Linked DNA regions of Sus scrofa: region 2 is linked to region 1. Evidence: chromatin contacts called from public HiChIP or PLAC-seq data. All regions are on one chromosome and are shown on one strand. Each heading gives the region's core, a stretch centred on a gene start, on an enhancer-like site or on the middle of the called end of the contact. The rest is flanking DNA. Distances are from core to core; before and after follow the strand shown. Region 1 overlaps MED12L (mediator of RNA polymerase II transcription subunit 12-like protein). Region 2 overlaps MED12L (mediator of RNA polymerase II transcription subunit 12-like protein).

Region 1 (3,973 bases), core at 456-2,955:
ATGGTACTGTTTTATAATGTAGTGTACTAAGACATTTCTTCTTTTAAAATAACAAGCAGTCTCACCATGTACCTTCTAATTTCTAAAGGAAGCCTGCTTCTCAGATGTAGTTGCCAATTATTTTTCCTTCTTTATTTGTTAAAGAATAGACCCGCATTTAGTTTCTAGAGATCATTGGGTTATTGAGCAAATGAAGAAGAAATGAATTAGACATAACCTCGTTTGTGCCCACCTTCTCCTAGATAAGAAAAGTGTAACAAATGCCCCTTGTGTTGAGAATCTTTTTTTCATGTTTGGAATATCTTTATTACAGATGTATGGTAGCACCATTAATGGTGATCTGCAGGAGAATTAATAATGATTTTAGTTTACTCACTGCGGGTGGGTCCCTGTTCATGAGGTCAGATGGGCAGTGCTGGCAGTTGAAGGATCCTTCTGATTTTTGAATTTTGGGTCCATTCATCCTCTTTCCTTTGTTCTCATCTTAGAAGTTATTTTTTTCTTGTGATTTTCATACACGTAGTACATGAACACATTCCTGATATCAGGAATTCTCTATCAGCCCACAGCTCGGACCCTGTCCCACTCTTCTGCGCAGAAGAGGGCATTTTGGCACGTGTCTCTGCTGTGGGGCCAGATAGCTTAGATTTGACTCTCGGTCTGTGACTAGTGTCTTTGACATTTAACAAGTTATTTAACTTTTGGCGTCAATTTGCTTATCAATCATAGGATTGCTGTGAAAGCATCACAATAGGGCAGACCAGATTACAAACACTCATTGTGTATATGTGAGCAGTGATCTCTGTGCATTGTGCTCCATATACTTTGGAACACTTTCCTGGGCATTTATGTGCATATATATGAACATGTAACAACTGCAACAGGTTGGAGGACATAAATGCGATTGCCTTCTACAAAATGTTCAGCATGTTTTTTGTTTGTTTTTTTGCTGTGACTGAGGCATGTGGAAGTTCCTGGGCTAGGAATCAGACCTGCAGCACAGTAGTGACCCAAGCCCCTATAGTGACACTGCCTGATCCTTAACCCACTGGGCCACAGGAAAACTACAGTTTTTTTTTTTTTTTTTATGATTACTTGATATTATTCATCACTTTTTAGGTGTTTATTTTCTTTCAAGTCGTGGTATTTTCTGATTCTCTGGATTGGTAGGGTGAGATAATAATTTTATGCACACTGCAGTAATCTTGCCATAGCCATTCAAGAGTTTTTCTTTCTAGTGGCTACATCTTTCAGATTCATCCTAAATAATGGCGTTGTGACCAGCCCCTTTGATTCATTAAATTAGACCGGGGAATTCTTTTTTTCGTGTTTTTCCCTTAATCAACTGTTAGGTTTGTTGGATTAAATCAGTTGTTTTTTCCATATTAAGTAAGTGCATGTGTATGTCGGAACAAAATGTAAATCACCCCTCCCCCGTCCACCTCATTTTAACTTTTGGTTTCATGTAACTCGATATTCCTGTTACTCTTTGATTGAAAATATCTATTGAATCTACTATGTGCCAGGCACTGTAGTAGATGCTGAAAATAAAACCATGGAAAACACAGATCCCTGCTTTATATGAGCATTTGACCTAAGAAGTGTTAGAGGAGCAGGGAAATCTTTGGTGATTCACTCCTGTGGTTTCTTTTTCTGCATGTCAATTAGATTAGAAGTCTGGCTTTCCCTAGAGAGGTAGAAGTCGGGGCCACAACAGTGGGTGGCAGTAGCTGGGTGGAGTGGCACTGGGCTTTAGGCATCCTGGGATGCATGTGAATCACTTCAGAGATTTCCGTATAATCATTTAGCTCCTTGTGCTTCCAGTGATCTTGATTCGCCCATGGTTGGAGGAGCGGAAAGTATTAGGTCTCCCAGTTCTGCTACTTTTTTTTTTTTTTTTTTTTGTCTTTTTAAGGCTGAACCTAGGCACATGGAGGTTCCCAGGCTAGCTGTCTAATCGGAGCTATAGCTGCCGGCCTATACCACAGCCACAGCAACGCGGCATCTGAGCTGCTGTCTGTGACGTACACCACAGCTTACGGCAATGCCGGATCCTCGAACCCACGACCTCGTGGATACCAGTTGGATTCGTTTCCACTGAGCCATAATGGGAACTCCCCAGTTCTGCTCATTTTGATCACTGTGCCCTGGGCTATCTTACTTCACCTCTGAATCTCAGTTTTCCTCTCTATAAAATGGAAATAGCCACACCTCCTTCAAAGTTGGTTGTTGAGATTAGAGGTGATATATGTAAAACACTTAGTATCTGCTCAATAAGTATTTTCAGTTATTACTACTGCTATCACTGTGGTCGAGAATTTACAATTGTTAATATTATTAATACCATGCTTATGTTTTAATTTTTCTCAGGGCTAAACCCCACATTGTTGACCTCTTGGGTGGTTTGGTGCTTTTTCTCCATGCCAGGACTCAATTTCTCTCTCTTCCTCTCTGTCTCTCCTGTTCTTGTATATCCCATTTGCCTGTGTGTGTAGTTATAGGCTGGGGGGTGCATGCTGTGGATGTTCACCCACTTCTTGCTGTCTGTAATAAAGCACCGACATGAAGAGCTGCCGGTTATTGCCCCTGAAGAGTCCAGCTCTCACAGTGTTTGGGATGGTGAAGTACTTTCCTTTAATTGCTCAGGGATGTGCCTCCCTTTCCTAATGGATATTTAAAGCCGATACCTGTGAGCTAAGTTGTGAAAGATGGAAATAAGTATTACAGTGCCATGGAGGAGAATGCTTTGATGCCAGGAGCCTTGAGAGAGGAGGCAGAAGAGCTCAGAGCCTCTTGGGACCCCGTGTAGCCTGGGGGAGGTCAAGAATACCTTACAGGTTCTTTGACCTCAGGGTTGTTCTACTTCTTTAGTTCATTTCTCAAGATTTATCCTGTGGCTCAATTTCCATGAATTAGTTGGGTGATCTTGGACAAGTTATTTAACATGTCTATGCCTTGTAAAGTGGGGATAATAACAACTTAGCTCATAGGTAGTGAAAATTAAGTAATTCTGGAAACACATTTATCATAGTGTCTGACTGTAAATTGAGCAAGCAGTCAATAAATAAATGGTAATTCTCTGTATTACTATCACTTGCAGATTTGTCAGCCTTTCTTTCTTAGTGATTTTGAGAGTAATTAAGTTCAAACGAAGTTAGTTTGTCTTTTATATTTTCCATTAGAAGCAGCCGAAAAGATTTACATTTAAGGTCAGGTACTTTCAACCTTGTGTTTTGTCTGCTTCGACCAGTTAAAAGTGATAAGACTTGAGTAATGACTAGAATAAGCAGTGCATATCACAGAAAAACTATTCTGGAAAATATATTTTTGATCAGAATAGAAACAGATTGTTTTATTTGGTCAGGGCTTGTCTCTTCTATCATCCAAAATGTTTTACCAGGCTGAACACAGAGCATGTAACACGTACCCAAAAGAGTGATTTGTTTTACCCCTTGGTTTAAAGACTTGCCCAAGGTCTTTACTGCCTGTCAGAGACCCACCTCCAGAATGGCACAGTGAAGCTGAGAGGACGGGGCACTGCAGTTAGTAACACCAGCCTTGAACCACTGGGGTGTTACCCCAGAAGAAGTAGAGCTGCTGTTCTCGGAAGAAGGGAAGGACAGTGGGTGGACAGAGCAGGCCTGTCTGAGGGTGGAGAACTTCCCTTCTTGAGAGGATTTGAGCTTTGCTGACTTCCCCTTTTCCAGGTGTGGCGAGCCTGTCCTGTCTGCCTTTCCTATTTCATTTTTTTGGGTTTTGTTTTGTTTTTAGGGCCACACCATCGGCCTATGGAAGTTCCCAGGCTAGGGGTTGAATTGGAGCTGCAGCTGCTGGCTTACACCACAGCCACAGCAATGGGGGATCCGAGCCGCATCTGTGACCTACACCACAGCTCATGGCAATGCTGGATCCTTAACCCACTGAGCGAGGCCAGGGATTGAACCCACATCCTCATGGATACTAGTCGGGTTCC
Region 2 (4,468 bases), core at 626-3,125, 150 kb after region 1:
GTGTTTAGTTTCTATGTAAAATTGAAAATGTTGAGTTGTATTTCCAGACACTTCAAATGATTTGTAAATTCCACACTTTCCTCAATAGGGCTGCTCTCTTGCCGACGTGTATTCTCTTAGCTTAGAGACGCTGCTCGCTGTGGGTTCCTCGGCTCTAGAGGTTTTGTTCTGTTCAAATCTATGTGAACTTTGATCTATTAACTTTGGAGAAATACGGTTTGCCTGGGGTGATGGTCAGACTTTTTTAGAAGGAAGACGTCAGAAAGTTATGGAATGAGATGCTTTTAAGTAGATATGGAATATATTAAGTAATGAGCTTAATAAGATCGAATAGTTATTTTATACTCTGATGTAATGATAACTTGATCAGTCATCTAACTTCTGCGAGTTAGGAATTCACACAACTTCTCTGCCTCTTCCTTCTCCTTTTACAGTAATTTCTTTTGGTTTCTGAAGAATAATTCTGTGTGGGGCAATATCCTTTCCTACTTCCTCTGCACCCGGGGTATTCGGAAAGCCTTATCTAGTAAAAATAATTACATTTTAGCTTTTGGCAAAAGCCCTTAATTGTGCTCTGAGCTTATGCACTTTACCAAAGCTTTTTTTTTTTTTTTTTAATCCTCTTGCCTCTGTTCTATGTGTCATTAATTGGCTATAGTTGCTTTTCATCCTATGAATGTGATTTTAAGATGACTGGAATATGCCTCTTCTCTAACTTCTTGGTTGATTATTTCATTCTACACATCAGGTACTTTGCGTTTGACTATAATATTATTTTAATGGAAGGAAATATTTGTGTTTATGAAGGATAGATTTTCTATTGAAATTTTATTTTGAAAGTTCTTTCTAAAAAAGGTATTCATTATCTATAGCCATTCGGTGCATATTGAAAATATTATTAGAAGTGAAAGGCATAGGTTATATCACCAAGCATAGTTTGAAGGGTGGCTTAGATGCAGTTACTTAGTAGATAGAATCTGCTTGTGATTGTGTAATGTACTCAGTAACAGTAACGTGGATTTAGTGACATCTCTAATAGTTACCATGACTTAATATTTTTATTTTAGCAAATGAAAATCAGAAGTCTAAGTACTTTCTAAAAGAGTTTTGCTGACTGTAATTTGCCACAGCTACACATCTTGCTTAACCAAAACCAACAATACATAGCTGCAGCATTTTGTTAATAGCTTTAAAACTGAAATTACCTTCTGTCATAAGCTCTTTAGTAATCTTCCTTCCTGACTATTCACTAGTGAGCCCCCAAACACCCCCACTTCCCAGGCCTGTGTGCACATGCTATAGCAGACTAACTGAAAAGAGCTTGAGCTTTCAAGAAATTTATTATTTTGATTAAAAAAAAAAATCAGTGAGAATTGGCTTCCCTGGTATGTAAAAATAAAGCTAGTTTGGTATATTTTATCAAATACTTATTTATTGCACAATGAAACACAATCTCTGCCCACCGAAGTACACATGGCTTATCAAAAGTTGGTTACATGTGTGAGCCAGTAATTACAAAGCGGCATGAGAAGTACAGTAGTTGAGGTGTGATAACATACAGATGAGGGAGTGACTGGGTTTGGGGTTGTGGTGGGAACTTAGCCAGCTGAGATTTCATGAATCAAGTGATGGCAACCTAGGCTTTCATGGATGGATATGAGTTTTCTTGGTGAGTCAGAGGGAAATTTACAAGTGCAATGACACAGGGCAAAAAGGAGCGTGGCATGTTCTGATAATTATAAACTTCTAGGAGAGTGTAAAGTTGCCAGGATGAAGAACAGTTAGGAGAAAAGGCCAGAAAGGCAGGCAAGTTCCAGGGCCTTCAGAGCCTTAGAGGCCATGGAAGGAAGCCTGGGCTTCACATTCTGATGGTTGGAGCTAGTGACACATCTATGAAGCATGACTTCCCCTTTGTATGTTTTATCTAGAGGATTCAAATCTTCATCCCCAATTCCAAAACAAAATACTTAGTGTTTTGTTTTGTTTCTAAACTACAAAGCAATTCAGGAAAAAATGTGAAGGTAAATAAGTACAAGTAGGTCACCATCCTTTAAAAGTTTCCCAGTATGAATGTTATGGATTGTAGGACATATTCTATTTTAAATGTTTGAGAGTTCCCGTCATGGCTCAACAGAAGTGAATCTGATTTGTATCCATGAGGAGGCAGGTTCCATCCCTGGCCTCGCTCAGTGGGTTAAGGATCCAGAGTTGCCCTGAACTATGGTGTGGGTTGCAGATGTGACCTAGATCTGACATTGCTGTGCTATGGTGTAGGCCAGCGGCTACAGCTCCCATCTGACCCCTAGCCTGGGAACCTCCATATGCTACGGATGTGACCCTAAAAAGCCAAAAAATAAAAGTTTGTAATTCATTGTCTGTGGGAAGTATTGTGGGATATACCAAGGAAACATATTTTTGGTCTTCAGAACATACTGTCTTTCTTAAAGAATCTGAATCACCTGTGGGGGGATGTAGTCAAGAATACAGCTAGAGAAATCTGTGTCGAGGGCCCTAAAACATAGCCAAAGAGTGAGGGAAGTAATTGTTTTCAACCCGAGATATGAGGACAGAGCATAGAGAGGCTGACCCAGGAAGGCTTCGCTGAGTAGGTAAAGTTATTTAGCTACCATTAGAGAACTGGCCAGGCAGAGGGAGGATTCCAAAAAATGAGAATACAGTATTCTTGCCCTGAAATTGCGCATACTTAGGCTGTAAGCAGAGTATTTCAGTTACAATATTTTAGATATCTTAAGCGGCTTCATATTGTTGTTTGTGCCTCCCGTGGTGTAGTGACGTGCTGTGGAAGAGGTTCTTTGTCATTATAAAGAGAAACTCCTTCCTCCTGGGTGTCAGAGGACTTTCTGACCTACTCCAGGTGCTTTACATCGAGCATCCCTTTCAACCTCAAGCTTCAGTTTTTACCAAAGGACTTTCAAGGTGGGTTTATAGTTTTTAATAAATCAGCAAGGGGGATACAAAAGCACTAGTGTTGTTTGAATTACATGTGCGAAAGAGTGGGAGTGGAGGTTTTTTGGAATATGCATTTCCCCTTAATAAATCTTTTCCAAAATATGTGAATGCTCTGGAACATATGACCTCTAGTGGCCATTTGCTTTCTACTGCCTTCCCTTACTGATATTTCATTCTGCTTATGAGTAGATCTGCATGGAATTAAAATGTCTATAATCCTTTCTGTATACCAGGATACTGAAATGTAAGAAGGCATTTGTTTTAATCCATTTTTCTTTCATTGCTTAAATTTGATTTACATACTTGTCTTTTGAAGTCTTGTCAATACATAATAATTAACCACTATAAAGTTATCACTCTAGGATTATATTGTCTGACTGACTTGTATGATTTTCTTGGGTGGATGTTGTGATCTTTCTCCCTTTCATACATGGTACCCTTTCTATGAATTTTTTACATAAGAATATATATATTAGGGGGTCCATGCAAATATTAGTTGCAGCCAAAAGTAGAGTTGATTCTTTAGCTAGAAACAATTGATTTTGCAGTCGACAGTTGGTCTTACTGTTGGTTTGACTCTGAGTGTATGGGACTCTGGCGAAATGAAATGGAGCAAAGCACACGAAGAAGACAGCCACTACAACAAATACTTTACCTTCTAGCCTTTTGTTGTTTTTGCTGTCCTTACTTTTGGCCTTCCTATAAGAATTGTATACCTTTTTTGCAATCACCACATAAAACAGAAGCATTAGGGCAAAAACAGTCCAGAAAATGAACTGGCATATGTAATTCACCACTTCATGCCATTTCAGCCCCAGAGGGCCCTTTAAAGAGGCACACTTTTTCACAGAGGATGGTGTGGCTTCCTTGTTGCTTAAGATCATATTTGGCAGGGAGATGAGGAACAAAACGAGCCAGACCAGGCTTGAGATGGCTCTTGCAAAAGCAGGTTTTTGTACGAAAAATTTTCCAAAAGGTTTGATGATCTTGAGGAACCTGTCAAAGGCGATGAGTCCCAGCAGTATGATGCCTACATACATGGTCTCATAAAAGATGACAGCAGAGAAACGACACACAAAGGCTCTGAGTTGCCAGGGTCCAAGGCGTGAGTCAGAGAGGATTTTAAATGGAAGCGTGAGCGTCATTATCAAGTCAGCCACCAAAGTGTTTTTGAGGTAGACAATGAAGGTGGAGGAGCTGGGGATGTAAATGAACACCCATAGGGCCAAAGCGTTCAGCAGGATGCCAATGAAGAAGACAGCAGTGTAGATGGCTGGGAACACCAGCTGTGCTGTCTGCATGTCCCTGGGGCACCGCTCAGACCCATTGAAACCCTTCACCACTGTGGCGTTCATGATGTCCAGTGTCAGCTGTTACAAATAGACATAGACTCGAAGTAAAACACGAAGAATTTCATGATTTCAAAATGCTCCTTGTTAAAAACAGACTTTAGGTTTGCAGCATATTAAAACTTAACATTTATTCATTTCATTCATTA

Evidence for each region. HiChIP or PLAC-seq counts read pairs in DNA pulled down with a chosen protein or histone mark.
Region 2: a contact with region 1 is called in an H3K27ac HiChIP or PLAC-seq map of alveolar macrophages. The contact joins two enhancer-like sites. A contact is called at or near these places in 1 of 5 promoter capture datasets (liver) and 1 of 2 datasets of contacts at active chromatin or transcription factors (alveolar macrophages).

The regions. Positions count from the first base shown.
Region 1 is chr13:91,358,341-91,362,313 of Sscrofa11.1, forward strand. The region is part of intron 11 of MED12L (mediator of RNA polymerase II transcription subunit 12-like protein); the gene reads left to right. Among named protein-coding and RNA genes, the nearest start is that of GPR171, 30 kb to the right of the region's middle. Within about 2 kb of position 1,706, at least 5 of the 83 cell types and tissues checked have an H3K27ac peak or open chromatin away from gene starts, as enhancers often do. A contact at or near this core is called in alveolar macrophages, where this site is marked.
Region 2 is chr13:91,508,031-91,512,498 of Sscrofa11.1, forward strand. All of the region lies in intron 16 of MED12L (mediator of RNA polymerase II transcription subunit 12-like protein), which reads left to right. It overlaps P2RY13 (P2Y purinoceptor 13), which reads right to left. Exons shown (of 2, transcript XM_021069624.1): 2 at 1,411-4,360. The coding sequence starts at 4,325. The coding sequence ends at 3,324. Among named protein-coding and RNA genes, the nearest start is that of P2RY13, 3.4 kb to the right of the region's middle. Within about 2 kb of position 1,876, at least 4 of the 83 cell types and tissues checked have an H3K27ac peak or open chromatin away from gene starts, as enhancers often do. A contact at or near this core is called in alveolar macrophages, where this site is marked.